Linked DNA regions of Hordeum vulgare: region 1 is linked to region 2. A link is a contact called in public Hi-C data. All regions are on one chromosome and are shown on one strand. The core of a region is the stretch at or near the end of the contact, and the rest is flanking DNA. Distances in the headings are between cores, read along the strand shown. Region 1 has its middle 11 kb from the start of LOC123440943. Region 2 holds the start of LOC123445529 (PH, RCC1 and FYVE domains-containing protein 1-like).

Evidence for each region. A called contact is a pair of places that touch in the nucleus more often than the background predicts.
Region 1: a Hi-C map of seedling shows a contact between it and region 2, with 4 times the contacts expected there. The contact joins the enhancer-like site here to the promoter of LOC123445529 in region 2. A contact is called at or near these places in 3 of 6 Hi-C or Micro-C datasets (leaf and seedling).

What each region holds. Positions count from the first base shown.
Region 1 is chr3H:597,615,597-597,620,686 of MorexV3_pseudomolecules_assembly, reverse strand. No RefSeq gene overlaps it. Among protein-coding and RNA genes, the nearest start is that of LOC123440943, 11 kb to the left of the region's middle. Within about 2 kb of position 1,291, at least 3 of the 3 cell types and tissues checked have open chromatin away from gene starts, as enhancers often do. A contact at or near this core is called in leaf and seedling, where this site is marked.
Region 2 is chr3H:597,548,673-597,553,601 of MorexV3_pseudomolecules_assembly, reverse strand. It overlaps LOC123445529 (PH, RCC1 and FYVE domains-containing protein 1-like), which reads left to right and starts at 1,785. Exons shown (of 9, transcript XM_045122519.1): 1 at 1,785-1,869; 2 at 3,008-3,094; 3 at 3,181-3,270; 4 at 3,894-3,974; 5 at 4,082-4,276; 6 at 4,412-4,929. The coding sequence starts at 1,798.

The sequences.
Region 1 (5,090 bases), core at 42-2,541, 68 kb before region 2:
ACACGATTCTTTAACCTATCGGCGTTGGGGAACAGACCTTGTTTAACGCTGATGAAAAAAGTTGAAACACGGTGTCCTACATACAAAGTACTTACGATTCATCTTATCACATGTTTTACTTAATTTTGATAAGATTTATCACATGCTTTCCCAGCTGAAAGGGGCATCGCCTAAAGCGTGTTTCTGTTTATTTTTCTAGAGATGCATGTACTTCTTTTATGTTCCTAAAACACTTTCATTTATCATCATGAACATTTTCTTCAATTACATCATTGGCATATGTTTTAAAATACATAAACATCTCATTTGAGATGGCGAATGTATTTTTATAGCTATGCGCACTATTTTAAAATATATAAATATTTTTTAATCTGTACAACTTATTTCAGAATAACCCAAAATCATACGTGATTTAAAAAACACATAAACAACAACAATGGGGAAACTCCCCACGGTAGTAATTATAAATTAAGCAAAGCAAAGTATGTATAGGCAGGGACTGAGGCGAGACAAAAGGAGAGAGGCTAAAAACCTAGAAAAAGGACGGACTCAGCTAGCCATTATTTAAATTGTGTGGCATACTGCTTCTAATTTCTGTACGCAACCACCGACACCTCATGTGATTCATAATTAGTACCATCAAATTTATTTAGTACACACTAACAAAAAAAATTGAACTACATGAACAAACTAAGAACTGAAATAATATTTTTTATTGACCTATTAATGATTTCTCAATGTATTATGTAAATACATGGTTTTCGTAATATTTTTACTTAGGAATATAAAGTAATATATTTTATTCAAACACTGGAGAAAAAATATTAGGAAATGGGTCAGGTCTGTGCTATCCAATTTATGCTGCTCTTTAGGGGGTTAAACACGTAAAGTGCCTTTTGGCTCCCCGAGCTCATTTGAGCTTGGGTGAATAGTACAAACGAAAAACCTTCGAATTTTTGCATTGCAAAAATTTGGCATTATTTAACATTTTTACATGGCGTGGCAAAATAAACAAAACCAATACTCTGAAAATGCCCATTTTCAGAGTATACATTTTGTTTATTTTTTCACACATTGTATAAATGCTATTTCATGTCAAATTTTTGCATGCACATAGAACTTTTGACAAGATTGGTCTCAAAAAAATTCAAAAAAACTTAAGCTTTTTTTGATGATTTTTCGGGTTTACTGTTCACCCAAGCTCAAATGGGCTCGGAAGCCGAAACTCCACGTCCGTTAAACACCCCAATAACTATATCTTGATTACAGCGAGACTACCTATCAGGCGCTCCTAGTCAGCGCTGCAGGCACCGGTTAACGATCCGGCGCCTGCAGGGTCACTGGCATAGCCCGGCCCACTAGCATGCTCGCAAGCTATTCAATTTTTCTTTTCTTTTATTTTTGTCGATCCGAAGGAAAAACTGGCCAGATTTTTTACTTGTTACGAAAATAAAATTATGAAATTAAAATAGGTTTCATATTTAAATAAAAATGTTCATCCAATTTAAAAAAAGTTTAGATCATTCAAATAGGTTCATCAATTTTGAAAAAAGTTCATTAATTTCAAAATATTTGTTGAAATTGAAGAATAAGTCCATCCAATTTTGAAAAATATCATTCAGTTTTGAAAAAAGATGTTAGAAATTTACAGATATGTTTACAAAAAACTTTCATTATACAGAACAAAGTTCATAAATGCCTAAAAAGTTCATCCATTTTGAAAACACATCATTCATTTTCAAATCTCATCCGTATTTCAAAAAGTTCATGAGTTTAAGTATTTTAGAAAAGGTTCATCGTTTTTTAAAAGTAAATCAGTTTTATAAAATGTTCATCCAAATTTTGAAAAATTCATAGATATTTAAAAAAGGTCATAGAATTTTCAAAGAAAAATTCGTCACCGTGCATTTAGATGGACCGGACTATTGAAGAACGCGGCAGGTGCAAGTTAACAAAATGCATGTTAACTCGTGCCTGCAGCGCCAAATAGGAAATTCCCTACTTATCGTATCGCCCAGAGTTTGTCCTGAGCGCTATAGTACCGGACACGCCCATTTTTCGTTGGTTGTCTGGGTTGTTTTCTCTCGTTTGCTTTTTTTCTGTTGATATTCCTTTTGGTTTCTTTTAATTTTCTACGTTTCTTCACTCGTTTTGTGGTTTCTTTCACGGTTTTCCTTGCTCCTTCTTTTCCTATTTACTTCATTTCCTTAGTTTCTATCTTGGTTTTCACTGTCTTTTTCATTATTACTCGTTTTTATTTGTTTATTTCTTGGTTTCGCTTGTTCCATTTTTTTCCTTATTTTTTTCTGTTCCAATCTTTAGCATCAGTTTTCATTGGTTTTCATTTCATTTTATTTTTATTTTCGTTGTTTCTCTTTCTTTTTTATATTGGGTTTGTTCACTTTTCTTTGTTTATTTTTTGATTTTTTGGAAAATCTATAGTGTTACAATATCTCATTTTCCCCTTACACATTGTATACTTATATATGTCTAATGCATTTTTAATACATATTCAATCCTTTTGAAATGCAAGATTAACATCTTTTCAATATATTGTCAACATTTTTCCATACATGGTGAGTTTCCTTTATGGCAGTAACCATTTTTTCACATATAACGTCCATTTTAATATGCATCTAGAACATTTTTATATACACGTTTAAGTTTTCTAGATACATAGTAAACTTTCATTAAATTTATGTGTTTACATGTCCACTTTAATTTAAAGTATGTTTTACATTTTCTAAAATTTCAAGACTTTTATACATATTAACTTTTATAAATACATGATCAACATTTCTTATCTATACATTTAGCAATTGTAAGTGCTAGGATAACATATTTTAAATCGTTGGTTAACATTTTCCAAACTAGTTATTAACATTTTGAAAATATATGGTGTAGATTTTGAAAACTGCTTGCACATTTTTAGACTACAAAAATATATTTTTACAATATATTAAATTTTCCTAAATGACAAGAAATTTTTTTGTCGAATGCGTGAATATATTTTTTAATATCATAAATGCTTTTTGTGAATGTAAGAAACTAATTTTTTTAATTATACAACAAATTAATTTTCATTAAACAATTAAATGCCATATATTATTTGGGAATGCGTGAACATTTTTATAATCTTACATGCATTTTCTAGGTGGTACGAACTATCTTCTCTATTATGAAGACATATTTCTATGTTATATAAATAATTCTATATATGCCACGTATACTTTCTTGAAAGATGTCAAAATTTAGCTTTCACAAACAGCTTTTTGAATGCTATCAACATTTTCTTAAATTTGCACGAACAAAAAAAATAAAAACGCATTAATAATTTTCTAATGTGCTTAAACAATTTAAAATTTTAAGGAAGACATTATGCTGATTTCCATAATAAAGGAAATCAATTTTAGTATTTATGTTTTTTTATAAGAAAGATATAATATAGGGGGTAAAAGAAGACAAAGCAATGTGCACTCGCAAGCGTTGAGCCGACCCATGTAGAGCAGCACTTGAGACTCGCAAGAGAGACAAAGCCGCGCCCGACGGCCATGGATGTCAACACTGGCAAATTGAAGGAATCAAATAGGGGGCTGGCCCAATTCGTCATACACTTTGTTCGTTTGTTGGATGAAAGAATTTTTTTGCTTACATATATGTTTTTGTCTCCCCCTAAAAATATATGTTTTGGTCTTTTCTTTTGTTTTTCTTTTATGTGCTCTTACATTTTTAGTTTTCTAAACTATAAACATTTTTTGGTTGGTGAGCATTTTTTAATACTTATTGAACATTTACTCTATATTTTGAATTTTTATATGCATTGACCTTCTTTAATGCATGATGTATGTTTTTAATTCACGGTTCACATTTTCTATTTCAAAATAAACTTATTTTTCAGTTAGTTTGTTTCGTAGCTGATTGTATACTATTTTAATTTCTTTTTGTTTTTGCAGTTGCTTTTCTTTCGTTTTCTTTTTTTTTCTCTATGCTTTCTTTGTTTCTTTCTTTGGCATACACATTGTACCTTTTACATATATGTCAAAATAATTTTTAATACGTTTACCATTTTTTAAATACATTATGTACATATTTTAAAATATATTTTTTTGTGTCTATTGTTTTCATACACATTAAAAAAATGGTACACATTTAACCATTTTTATGCAGTTTTAATATTTTTCACATAGATGAGTAAGATATTTTTCAAATATATATTTATATTTCTAGTTTTCTGTACCCATTATACATTATAGTATACTTCAGAATCATTTTTAATACATGTTTAACAAGTCTTAAAATAAATGATTAAAATTCATTAACCATATCTTCTTTAATATCTACTTTATTTGCTTGAATAAAAGTAGAACTTCATGTTTCATTTGATGGAGGAAAGAACCTTAAATCCGATGAGTCATGGATGTTTAGATGACTGTCCTATTATTGTTTTTCTTCAAATTGCATTGGATGTCGAATACTAATGTATGCTATATATTTCTTCTGGAGAATGATGATTATAAGTATTTAACATCTCTAGTATCGATCGTATAGAGGAGGTTGATACTTAGCTGAGATAGGTCACCCCTATTTGGGTTTTCATAATAAGTAGTTAGTAAGTCGTTTGGCTAATGATCCAGGCACATACTAATAGAACAAGTTGCCTTTATAGTGAAAAGCTATCTGAAACAAGTTTAAACTACTTGTAAAAATCCCATTATTGATATAAAGAACCAAGCATATATTTACATGTCATGTCCGAAAAAGGGAAAGAAATTTGCAGTGACATTGGTATAGGCTTGGTTCTTAAAGAAAAGAAGGGGAATAGAGAAAATTATGTTTTTGGATCAAAACCTAGGTGACTTGTTCCGCTGAAGGTGTTGGAAATATGCCCTAGAGGCAATAATAAATTAGTTATTATTATATTTCATAGTTCATGATAATCGTTTATTATCCATGCTATAATTGTATTGATTGGAAACACAATACTTGTGTGGATACATAGACAAAACACTGTCCCTAGTAAGCCTCTAGTTGACTAGCTCGTTGATCAAAGATGGTCAAGGTTTCCTAGTCATAGGCAAGTGTTGTCACTT
Region 2 (4,929 bases), core at 536-3,035:
TTTGGTATCCAATTATCACTCCAAATATCCGTTATTCGGCCATTCCCTATCATCCGAATAAGCCCTTGCTTCATCACATCTCTCCCCTCAATGATCGAACGACAAACCCGAGAGGGGTGAGACCCCAATTCTGCTTCAAGAATTGTTTTGTGTGGAGAGTATGATGGCTTTAAAATCCGCGCACTAAGAGACGCTGGTTCCTGCAAGATTCTCCATGCTTGCCTTGCCAATAAAGCCAAGTTGAACAATTCTAGGTCCCGGAACCATAGTCCTCTTAGTTGTTTTGGACGTACCATAACATCCCATGAGACCCACACCGGCTTCCGCTCGCCCTGTTTGCAACCCCACCATAATTTGTGTATGATGGACTTGATATGATCACACAAACTCCTCGGTAGCTTGAAACCAGACATCGGAAACACCGGGATCGCCGGGGCAACTGACTTAATAAGAACCTCCTTTCCACCTGCTGACAAGCATTTACTCGTCCATCCTTTGACTTTATCACACACACGGTCACTCAGATATTTGAAAGTGCCCTTCTTTGAGTGCCCCGCATCTGTCTGTCATCCCAAATACCTATCACTCAACGATTCATTAGGCACCTCCAAGAACCCCTTGACTGCTGACCGCACTATCTCGAGGGTCCCCTTACTGAAGAAAATTGATGATTTATCCTTATTAACTCTCTCTCCCGAGGCCCTGCAATATATGTATCCAATAGGTTTGATACCTCTTCTAGTCCACTGATACTCGTCGTGAAAAACAGCAGGCCGTCATCCACGAATAGAAGATGATTCACCAGCGGAGCCCATGGGCCACCTTAATGCCACATCATATTTGTGTTCACGGGCTGACCGAGCCCAAGAATCGAGTGGGGGGTCCAAGTGACTGGGACACTTATATTTGGCTTACTGGAAGATTAACTAGTACTCCCTCCGTCCCAAAATTATTGCCTTAACTTTGTCTAGAAATGGATGTATCTAAATACTAAAACTTGACTAGATACATTCATATTTAAACAAATCTAAAACAAGAATTTTGGAACGGAGGGAGTAAAATACTGGGTTTCATAACAGTAAAAGTAGAAATTGACTGGGCCGGGCCCGACTTAGCCCAACGTGGGCCCGCCCTTGTTTGTGTTTAGTTGGAGGACATGAAAAAAGAAACGGACTAGAAACGTACTATAGTCGGCTCCAATACTCTTTTAGAGAGAAAAGAGCAACAGGCAGGTGTGAGTCGAGCGACAGCATAGCTCCACGGCGCAGCAACCACTTGCGCCGGACCGCACGGTGCGAGCTAGCCGACGACGCACCAACCAGACTCAGACCCAGACCCAGACCCAGACCCAGACCCAACCAAATCATCAGCAGTCAGCCCGCCCCGACCCAAAAAGCCAACAGCCAAAAGCGAGTCCCAATTCCCAAACAAAAACAAAAACAAAAACAAAAACCAGATCGCCAATACTCCACTCATCCAAGACACAAAAGCTTAAATTCTTTTCTCTCTCTCTCTCTCTCCCCTGCTCCTCGGTTCCTCTTCTCGTCTGGTCGCGATCTCTGCCCCCGAACCCACCCCGCGCCTCGATCCGCCCCGCCTCCCCTCCCCTTCCCTCCCCTCCCCTCCCCTCCCCCGGGCGCGCGTCGCCCGGGAGCCCGCGGAGAGCGGCGGCCGGCGAGCCCGGCACCATTGGCGCGCGCCTCGCGGCCCGGGCCACCGGCGGCGCTTTGTTCGGCGGAGCCGCAGAGGCCCGGTCGCCGGGCGGGCCGCGCGCGATGGGCCGGGGCTGACGCGGCCATGTCGGACGCGTCGTCGGATCTCGGCGGCGCACGGGCGGGGCCGCCGCCCGTCGAGCGCGACCTCGAACAGGTGCGGACGATAATTAATCCCTCCAATGGCTCAATTCCGCACTTGTTTCCGTCTCTGCTTGTTCGCGGGCGGGCTGGGTGGGTGGGTGCAACCGATGACTGCGTGTGCTCCCGCTTGGGTTCCCGTCATGCGCGGGGCCTCGTCTCCTGCTTGCCGGCTTACCTGCCGCTCGCGTCTGGGCGGAATTCTCGGGGCTGGGTGCTGTTCTCGGGCGCTCCTGTCCTGCTGGGGCTGTCCTCCGTTCGGGATTGGAGCCCTGAGTGCCGATTCTGGTTTAGCGCCACTATCCGCGCTGGGAATTCGGGACACTCAGTTCATATCATTTTTTTTCTTGTGTGTGTGTGTGTGTGAAGTTGAGTGACTTCCCGAGGGGATTCAGTTCCGGTGTGCTGTGTGTGAAGTTGAGTGACTTCCGGAGGGGATTCAGTTCCGGTGTGCTGTGTGTGAAGTTGAGCTCGCGCTGGGTAAGTGCAGGGTAGATCGGGACGACGAGCAGCAGTCGGTGTAGTTTTACTCAGCGGCCACGTTGGCCTTGGGTACATACATCAACGCGTTTCCGGATGTGTAGGTTGCTGCTATGCATTCTGCTTCTGTAAATCCAGCTCCCCTGCTTCTTTTTAGATGATGAAGTCAAGACAGGAGAGCAAGTATTGCTGCTTAGTGCATGAAAACGTCAATCTGAAGAACCAGCGACCAGTTACACCTGTTAACTCAAATCAGTTACTGGGGTGCTGTGTGCCGTTCCATATACTCAGATAGTTTCTCGTCTTATGCCTTGCGTGTTTCATTCCTTCAGTTTAAGCTCTGTCTGTACTCAAGGCCATATGCTTTTGACATCAGCTTCTCAGGGTTACACATTCAAGGGGACATATATATACCCTTTTGTTGCTTCTGGTAACTGATGAGATATGAATTGGGAATTCCTTTATAATATTTGCAAAGGTCATATTCATTTCTAAAAACACTTCCATGACTTTGAAACATTTGATGGTTATGCCATGCTATTTTGCTTTCCCATTTGGCTTCTGAAAGTCTGATGTTCCTGATCAGTTTATTATATATTTATATAATTAATATATTGAAATGCCAGACGAGGTCTGATACAATCTTTCTCTTGGTTGATTCTGGCTTTTGGCAGGCTATCACTGCTCTTAAGAAAGGAGCCTACTTATTGAAATATGGGCGTAGAGGGAAGCCAAAATTTTGTCCATTTCGGCTATCCAATGTGAGATTATTTCCGCTCGGTAACTTCGTATTTCTGAAGTTCTTCCTGATTGTCTCACATGTAAGGAGTGTTCTTGGTTTCTGCAGGACGAGTCTGTATTGATATGGTTTTCAGGGAAAGAGGAGAAGCATCTAAGGTTGAGCCATGTGTCCCGGATAATGCCTGGCCAACGGACTGTAAGTTAATTATCCTAAAAGTGAAATTTCTAGAAGGGGATCCTATCAGTGTTTGTCAATATGATGAACTTCTTGACCTGACTTGCTGTTTGTGTGTGCTTACCAACTCTCTGTGATGCATATGTATGTGGTTTTTAGTCTGATACACAATTCACACACCTTGTAGAGAAACTTTTGTTTAATGAATGCAGTCATTACTGGGGAGTGGGGACAAACACTTGCATCGTCTTTTGCTTGCTCTGTGGTAAACTGATTTGCTACTCTGGATATTCTACAGCTAGACGAGTTAGGTGTCAGCTTGTATGAGTTAGATTTCTGCTTTATCAAACTTTTGAGGCCTGGCAGTACTCAGTTTTGCATTTGAATAAGTTTGATTAGTGCTGCATTTGCATGATTTGGCTCAATAGAGATTTTTTGGCATGAATTTAAAACTTTCATGGTACGATTGTTTAATCTTTGTGGCCTGGAAGTTACTTAGCATTTGCATGAATTCCTTGTCATGGTACGATTGTTTAATCTTTGTGGTGGGATACTCGATCTTGGTCGTTAAGTATCCCCCTTGTGTTGAAGTTGCTGTGCAATCTTACTAACTGGATCTCCATTCTTTCATTTCTGGAATCTAGGCAATATTTCAGAGATACCCACGACCTGAGAAGGAATGTCAGTCCTTTTCTCTAATTTCGCATGACAGGTCACTGGACATTGTAAGTTTGCCGGCCACATTCCACGTTTATTTCTGCCTGTTCTCTTCCTTTTGTGCTTATACAAGTGTCATGCTTACATGGTAATATAATTGACTCACTGCTGTCAGATATGTAAAGACAAGGATGAGGCAGAAGTGTGGTTTGCTGGGCTGAAAACATTGATTTCACGAAGTCATCAAAGAAAATGGAGAACCGGCTCAAGAAGTGATACCATTTCGTCTGCTGCAACTAGTCCAAGGATTTACACGCGACAGAGCTCTCCGTTAAGTTCTCCTTTCAGCAGCAGTGACAGTCTCCACAAGGTAGTATTTACTATCCATGTATGTGAATTTGAATGATATTTTCCCCCAAAATTCTATGAGATGATACTTCTTTTTCATCATGTTGATAATACCATTACATCATGAAGATGAGTTCTGATAGATGCTGTACAACAGGATTTCAATGAAAACTACCGGCTCCGTAGTCCATATGGGAGTCCACCAAAGAATGGCTTGGAGAAGGCCTTTTCTGATGTTGTGTTATATGCAGCTCCCCCCAGGAGCTTCCTCCCATCAGATTCTAATGCAGCATCAGTCCACTCTATGTCTTCTGGACAATCAGATAACACAAATGGGCACTCGGGAGGCATCCCAATGGATGCTTTCCGGATCAGTTATTCAAGTGCTGTTAGCTCTTCAAGTCATGGTTCTGGTTATGATGACGGTGATGCTTTAGGTGATGTTTTAATATGGGGAGAAGGGACCGGGGAAGGAATTCTTGGCGGTGGTAGCTCTAAAATTGGAAGTTCCTCAGGTGCAAAAATTGATTGTCTTGTACCGAAACCATTAGAGTTTGCTGTGCGGCTTGATGTGCAGAATATATCTTGTGGAGGAAGGCATGCTGCACTCGTCAGTAAACAAGGCGAGATCTACTCCTGGGGTGAGGAATCGGGTGGGCGGCTTGGCCATGGTGT